Regions from separate parts of the Gossypium hirsutum genome. Here region 2 is linked to region 1. The links are chromatin contacts, called in public Hi-C maps. All regions are on one chromosome and are shown on one strand. Each heading gives the region's core, a stretch centred on a gene start, on an enhancer-like site or on the middle of the called end of the contact. The rest is flanking DNA. Distances are from core to core; before and after follow the strand shown. Region 1 holds the start of LOC107896233 (ras-related protein RABD2a). Region 2 has its middle 32 kb from the start of LOC107952205.

Region 1 (3,691 bases), core at 189-2,688:
AGCCATTGATTTACTTCTCTATTCAAGAGAAAGAAAAAAAATTACCATCAAAATAAGCAGGGCCTTACTGAGCACCAGGCAATTCCAGTGATAGGTTGGAACCGCTCAGGAGCGGTAAACGAAGTGTGGGTCTTTGGCCTTCAGGTTGATTTGCTTCCTTTCAGGTTGATTTGAGCGTGAGATTGTTGATGGCTAAAGAAAAGAAAAAGTGAAATCATTGAGAAATTTCAATCTGAGGGTGTTTTCGAAAGGGAAAATAAGGTCATTTGGTGGAGAGGCTAGAATAGCCAATTCGGCACCTCCTTCTCTGAATGACTATGCAATAATTTTCGGAATGAAGTTGTAATCGCCATTCGGTGTTCTAAGCATTCCAATGAACCAAACCTCTGCTTTACTATAGAAATTGGAACCATCTTGTAATAGCTTTGCCATTACATTGAACCAAACGAAGCGTTAGCATTATCCTTGTATTGACACTTAAAAGAGGCATATGCCAATGGCCAACATGATTCAATCTTTGCCAAATTTGTACCCTCAATATCAGTGACCATTACAATTGAGTTTTTATAATAAATAATTAATAATAACAATTAATTGAGAATAACAATAAGGAAATTGATAATGCGTTAGTATTTTTGGTGGCATATATCATCATAATGGAAGGTAAGAATTTTGTGCCAATTACGGGTGGGTTTAGATAGGCGGTAGGGTATGGTGCAGTGCATTTAACTTATTTTTTGTCACACATTACAGTATCGCTATAGTATCTAATATCACTACCACCAATGTTTTTACACTAACCGTAATTAAATGTACTGCCCATCCAAACCCACCGTAAGCATTGTAAATTGATGAAAGATGACATTAAATTGAGTTTTCAATCATTTTTTTAAAGACTAAAAATGGAAAAAGAGTATAAAAGTGAGCCTACAATCAAGAGATTACTAAATCCTAAATCGATAAGTTTACTCCATAATTTGAACCTATGTTTCTCAAAATCATTGAATTTTCAGTAAATTATTTTTTTACTGAGAATTATTCTTGGGGTTTTCAATCAATTACAAGGACTTTTCAAAGAATAATTTTGTGCAATTGGGAAGTTTGGGTTATGAGAGTACTAAGTGAAATCACTCCTTAGATTCTTTAATTTTGTGTGTTATGTGACAATAAATAAAATAAAATAATAAAATAATATTTTAGAAAAAATTAAAGAAAAAAGAAAATAAAAAACTAGTCCTTGATGATTTTTTGTTCGGAGAAATAAATTGCAAAGGAAATTTATTTATTTATAATTTTTGACCTTTAAAAACGAAAAAGAAATTCAAATCCACCGTTGCATTTTTCTTAAACAGTAATGAAGTGAGCCACAAAGCCCAGCCCCAAAAACAAACACTGGAACTTGATCAGATCCATTATTGTTTGTTTCTTGAGTAAACGTCAATGGCCCAGTTCAATCGACTCCAGACCCAGATCCAAAGAGTTCCTTAGAACCAAACGAAGAATTGCCGTTTACTTCAATTTTAAATATACTCTCTCTGCTTCAGGCTTCAGGCTTCCACCCTCTTGCGTTTGCGTGTCTTCTCATCTCTGCTTTTGCCCCCTTTTATCTTTCTTCTTCTTTTTCTCCTTACTTCAGCCGAATTTTTCCGGCGAAACGGTGTCAGATCTTTGTGATCTATAGCCGGAAATTTCATTTCGAGTTCGACGATCTCACCCTTCGATCTTTCTATTTTCTTCAGCCTACCATGAATCCCGAATAGTAAGTTCTCTCTTTATTTTTATTTTAGTAGTATTTTTAACTTTTTTTTTGCGCTGTTTTATTATTTCGTGACGTTATTTTTCTTCTTGGTGGTGCGATGACGCTCGAAATTTTTGTAAGAAACTATAATTCTCGGTGTTGAAAGTCGCTAGGTTTTGCTCTTAGATCTGTTGATGGAATTGGGATTTTCTTTTCTCGTCTGTATTTGTTTCTAAAGTTGTCTTATTTCCAACTGGGGTTTCTCTCTGGGATTTAGTGAAAAAAAAAAGGAGGAAAAGATGCGAGCTTTGATGCGTTCTTCAATTATTCACGCCCTTCCTTTGTAGTATCTATATGGTATAAGAAAAAATTAAATGGATTTTGGTTTGAACTGGATTCTAAATAGTATTAAGATATACTGTAAGTTCCGATGTCTTTGCCAAATCGATTATTTGTGATGAAGAAGCAAATCTAACTCGAAAAAGTGTCCATTGATTGAACTTTTCAAGGGTGATGTAGCAAACATATGCTCACTTGCTCTAACTTGAATGGAATTGAAATGAATTTTATATTGAGGCACCAACAAAATTAAGAATTCAACCGTCAATGACGCGGAATTGTTAGGGTTGACCTTTGGTAAATAATTTGGTGTTCTGAGTTTTTATTGCTGACAATATCAACTTTAGTTTTGGTTTCTGAAATAGTCTCTTTGTGTTGTCTGTTTTGCATCGTTTATGGAAATCAACTTTTTGTTGTGCGTGGTATAATTAGAGATATCATGTTCTTACATCATTGAGAAGTATGTTAATATTATCTGTGGTTGCACACTTTTGCAGTGACTATCTTTTCAAGCTACTTCTTATTGGAGATTCAGGTGTTGGAAAATCTTGCCTTCTTTTGAGATTTGCTGTAAGTTTCTTGACTTAAATTGGCATTTGAGATTAAATCTCTTTACTTTTTAGAGTTCTGTTGCACATTCAAGATATTTGTATGAGCACCTTTATATTTATATTCGCTTTTGATGTTATGGATTATACTAATGAGTAATAATTGATTTAAATGTTCCATTGCTTATATAATGCATAGTGAGAATAAAATTTGTACTTCGATGGAGGACAATTTTGGTAGCTGAATTATATATATTTTTTATATTTGGAAATATCAAGTCTCCAGATATTTTCAGATGGTTATGCGGGACTAAATCTTGAAACTGATCATTATGTAATTTATTTAATGCAGGATGATTCATATGTAGAAAGTTACATAAGCACCATTGGGGTTGATTTTGTGAGTACACAGTCCTTAGTGTTAGTTTGACTTTTAAGTGCCAAAATTTATGGCAATTATTCTAATTTCTTGTCTTCTTGCTTTCTTTTTTTGGTAGAAAATACGCACTGTGGAGCAGGATGGGAAGACCATTAAACTTCAAATTGTATGTTTTTTCATGTTTTTTATTTAATTTCATTTCTTTGAATATTTTCTATCCTAGGTCATCAAGGTAATATTCCTTGTAGAATGAGTTGTCTCCTCATCTGCTCCTCTTCATTGGCTGTTTTTTTTTTCCATTTGTATATTCCCATTTTATTAATTTAGTCCCAGAAAATTGCTCATAATCCTTTGACACTTGGCATACTTGGCATTAAAGCTTCTTGATGATTAACTAGTTAATTTGCTTTTGATTCAATGTACAGTGGGACACTGCTGGACAAGAAAGATTTAGGACAATCACTAGCAGCTACTACCGTGGGGCCCATGGCATAATAGTGAGTGTTCTTTTCCTTTCTAGATTTTCTCATTGCGGTTCCTTTTTTGGTTTTTCCAATTCTTATGTATGCTTCTCTTAAACTTTTTCTTATTCCTTCTTTTCATTTCCCTTTTGCTGTTTGCTCCTGTATTAGATTGTTTATGATGTGACAGACCAAGAAAGCTTCAATAACGTTAGGCAATGGCTTA
Region 2 (3,694 bases), core at 116-2,615, 140 kb before region 1:
TTAACTTCAAAATATTACAAAATGATCACTAAACTATTCAAAAGTTTTCATTTAAGTCACTGAACTATTTGAAAGTTTTTATTTAAGTCACTGAACTGTTAAGTATTAAGTTCAGTTAGTGAGCTCTAAGTGACAATTCGATGATCGATACAATGTATTGATACTCATCTACGAATAGAAAAACATACTTTAGATCCAAGTCAATCTAATGGCCAGTGTTAGAGATCGGAGAAGAAAGTTGTTTGGCTTTCGGTTTGCAAAATTCATAACATTTAAAGTTGTTTCATGAAAAAAATGACCATAGAAGAGAAGAGAAATAAGAACTTTCGATTGGTGCAAACGATGCAAATTGAGAAGACCATACAATAGAGATTTTAACAATCTAGTGACTCAAATGAAAACTTTTGAATAGTTCAGTAACTATTTTGTAACTTTTTGAAGTTAAATTATGAAAACGTAAACTTATTAATAATTTAGTGACTTTGAGTATAATTTACCCTTTATTGTTTTTAGATGTAACGACAAATTTTAGTACTTGTATATATATAATTAATGTCTTACAATTTAGAGTGAAGTAATTTTTAAAATAAATCATATATTAATATGAAATTTTAAATCCCAGTGAGACTTTTGTTGTGTTTGAGATTTTAACGTGCGAGTTCAACTTAAATTATTATGTGTTTAAATTTTAATATTTTTCTATTCAATAAACTCTAAATTTAATTTTCAATCCATCCTAACATGTTTTTATTTGTTATTATAATTATAAATCTTCAAATTATATATGAATGAAGTTTCATTTAATGTATAATTTTATATAATAAATTTTAATTTTATGTAATTTTATATATATAATTTTAATTGATCTAATTTTTACGTATTATTAATACAACTATTAATATAATATCATTTCATGTTTATATATTGTATATACAAATAATTATATTTATTTAATATAATAATATTTTAATGTATTTATTTATTTATTTATTTAGATATGTATAATTAAATTAAAATAAAATTTTATGTATATATTTGAATATAATTAAAATTTTAAGAGTACAAGAAATCAAAATGCTTAAATTATATATTAAATTAAAGTTTACTGATTTTTCGGTTAATTATATAATCATAAAAACTTCTTAAAAAAGGAAATTTTAAATTAAGAGAATTGGTTACAAAGCACCAACTGAAATCGCAACAAGTGGAATTCTGTTAGCTCCGCCCTGAATAGAGGGAGAAAAATGATAAAAGAAAAAGCTCGACGGACTGTTTTGACTTCCGCACGTGGAAAGGGACCACCCAGGGAATCGACGGTTCGCGCGTAAATATTGTCAACGTCTCTCCTTGAAGGCTTGGCGCCGCACTGAAATTGACTGCAAAACTGCGCTGTTGTTTGCTTCTACTTTCCACCAACTACGCTTCCACCCCCCCCAAAAAAAAAAGCACGAAAACTTAGATCTCCGCCGTTGCTCTTTGGTTCTTTCCGTTTGATATGGAAGTGGCGTCCGCCGCCGCAGAGAGGATAGACCTGCCGAGGCCGCCCTTGGATCCTTCTCTTTCTCAACGAGCTTCCAATGTCGTTTCCGATTCTTCAACTTCGCCGAATGGTTCGTCTACCACCAGCACTCCCGATCGTTATGATCCTTCCAATTCTTCGCCTAATCCTAGTTACAGAGAAGTTGACATTCAGGTTCCTTTTCCTATCACACTCTAGTAACTTAATTCGTTTCTCTGCTCCTTTTACAACAGCTAGGGAAAAGGCGAGAATATAGGTTTGGCTTCTGTTTTGATTTTAAGTTTGCTATGCGTATGGTTGAAACAAATTACCCTTATATTGGTATAATTACTTTCAACTTTCTATTATTAGGAATAGGTTGAAGCTATTCTGTTTTCATGGTTAAGTTCGTAAATTAGTTCCTGAAAGTTTTGCAAGGACTTGGTATTTATGTAGCTAAGGACCATCTCGATTAGTACTACAAAGTTGTAAGCTATCGGCATTTTAAGTTCCATCAATCTTGTCGCATGGTATAGCACCCTGTAAACCAGCAGTAAGTTTAGTGCCGTGGGAATTATATGAAAGCCAGAAATTGTTGCCGAATTCATGTATATATAATGCAAGCAAGGGACGAATAAGGGAGAGATCATCTGGATGGTAACAAAATAAGAAAGCTGCTTTTGTAACAAGCACAATTCAAAATAAACGGGGAATATTGTTTGATTGGTGTTCTAGAAATGAGAAATATTATTTATAAATATTTTGATCTAACAAGAGATTGAAAAGAGGATGGTCTATAAGAAGTTCTAGTTAATGCATAGGGAATAAAACATGGACTGATTATAGTAAGTAGGTATGACGACTTAATATTCTGTTCCGTTTCAAAAATGAGCAAACCAAAAATGCATTGAAGAAAAGGTTATATGTGTATTTTGCTTTTGTTGAATTTAAAACTTCTAGCATTTATGACTAACTGTGATGCTTTTAAATTTCAGTCTCCAGCAGCATTGAGGAGTGAAGAATATCGCCAACTGTTTAGGCTTCCTCCTGAGGAGGTGAATGCCTTTGCTGTGTTGTAATCACTAGCTGTTAGCAACTCTCTACTTGTTCCTTTGTATTCCTTTTGACATTCTTTGGCTTGTATATGCAAGAATTGTTTCTCATGATTGATGCGCGAGAGATACAGCCAGTTTGTATTTAAGAAGTTTTGGGGTCTTAAACATTCATGTGGAACACACAGCAAACATTTGTTTGTTTTTGGTGAGAGATTTGAAAAGGCTTGTTTGTGCTTTTTCTTCTATTTTTATTCTAAATAATATCTCATCTTTGAACTTTTAAAACACTTTCCCTTTGAAGTTTAAAAGGAGTGTTTTTCATCTTTAGTCTATTCATTATTATTTATCAACAGGGCGTCTACTCAGATTGTCTCCTTTTTGTTTGACATTCTTTGTCCTGTACATGAATTTCTTTATTGATGTGAAAGAGATAATGGCAGATTGCATTTAAGCAATGCCAGACATCTAAATATTTATGTAGCATCATTGCAGTATCTAATCTTTTATGTTACATTTGGGCCACAGACTGCAAAAAGCATATTTGAAAATTTTCTCACCATCTTACATTTTAGACTTCCAAGTTCTAATGGCCTTGTATTTTAAACATTTAGTTTTGCCATGTGCTGCAGTTCCTTGTTCAAGATTTCAACTGTGCATTCCAGGAGAGTATTCTTCTTCAGGTAATCCAACTTAGATGACTTATTTACCATGTTGATAGCAATTTTTTTTGCCAGTCTACCTTACCTTCCTTTTGTCTTTCTGTGAGTTTCTTTTTTCACAAAGGGGTGGGGTTATATTTTATTTACTTTGAATATTTGGTGGTTTTAGGTCGAATTATATTCCTATCTCTAATTATGCAATTATATGATTCTTTGCAGGGTCACATGTACCTCTTTGTTCGTTATTTATGCTTTTATTCCAATATATTTGCATTTGAAACAAAGGTATTCCTCAACATCAGTTCATTCTTAGTTTGTTTTTCTGTATCCTATTTTCTTGGAAGCTATTTGACATTTCTTCTAATAATGATATGATCTTCAAATATTTTATGGGTTTCTTCTGTAGAGAATAATCGCCTTCAATGAATTACTAGCGTCAAAAGAGCAAAGACTGTTGGAATCTTTCCTAATGCAATAGAAAT

What was found. Hi-C and Micro-C count contacts between places; a contact is called where the count stands out from the background.
Region 2: a Hi-C map of leaf shows a contact between it and region 1, with 2.9 times the contacts expected there. The contact joins the enhancer-like site here to the promoter of LOC107896233 in region 1. A contact is called at or near these places in 18 of 34 Hi-C or Micro-C datasets (anther, callus, fibers and 4 more).

What each region holds. Positions count from the first base shown.
Region 1 is chrA08:8,994,737-8,998,427 of Gossypium_hirsutum_v2.1, reverse strand. It overlaps LOC107896233 (ras-related protein RABD2a), which reads left to right and starts at 1,438. Exons shown (of 8, transcript XM_016821376.2): 1 at 1,438-1,759; 2 at 2,575-2,647; 3 at 2,978-3,025; 4 at 3,123-3,170; 5 at 3,430-3,501; 6 at 3,637-3,691. The coding sequence starts at 1,746. It overlaps LOC107952496, which reads right to left and starts at 451. Exons shown (of 4, transcript XR_001698819.2): 1 at 46-451.
Region 2 is chrA08:9,137,297-9,140,990 of Gossypium_hirsutum_v2.1, reverse strand. It overlaps the pseudogene LOC107951432. Among protein-coding and RNA genes, the nearest start is that of LOC107952205, 32 kb to the right of the region's middle. Within about 2 kb of position 1,365, at least 6 of the 9 cell types and tissues checked have an H3K27ac peak or open chromatin away from gene starts, as enhancers often do. A contact at or near this core is called in fibers and leaf, where this site is marked.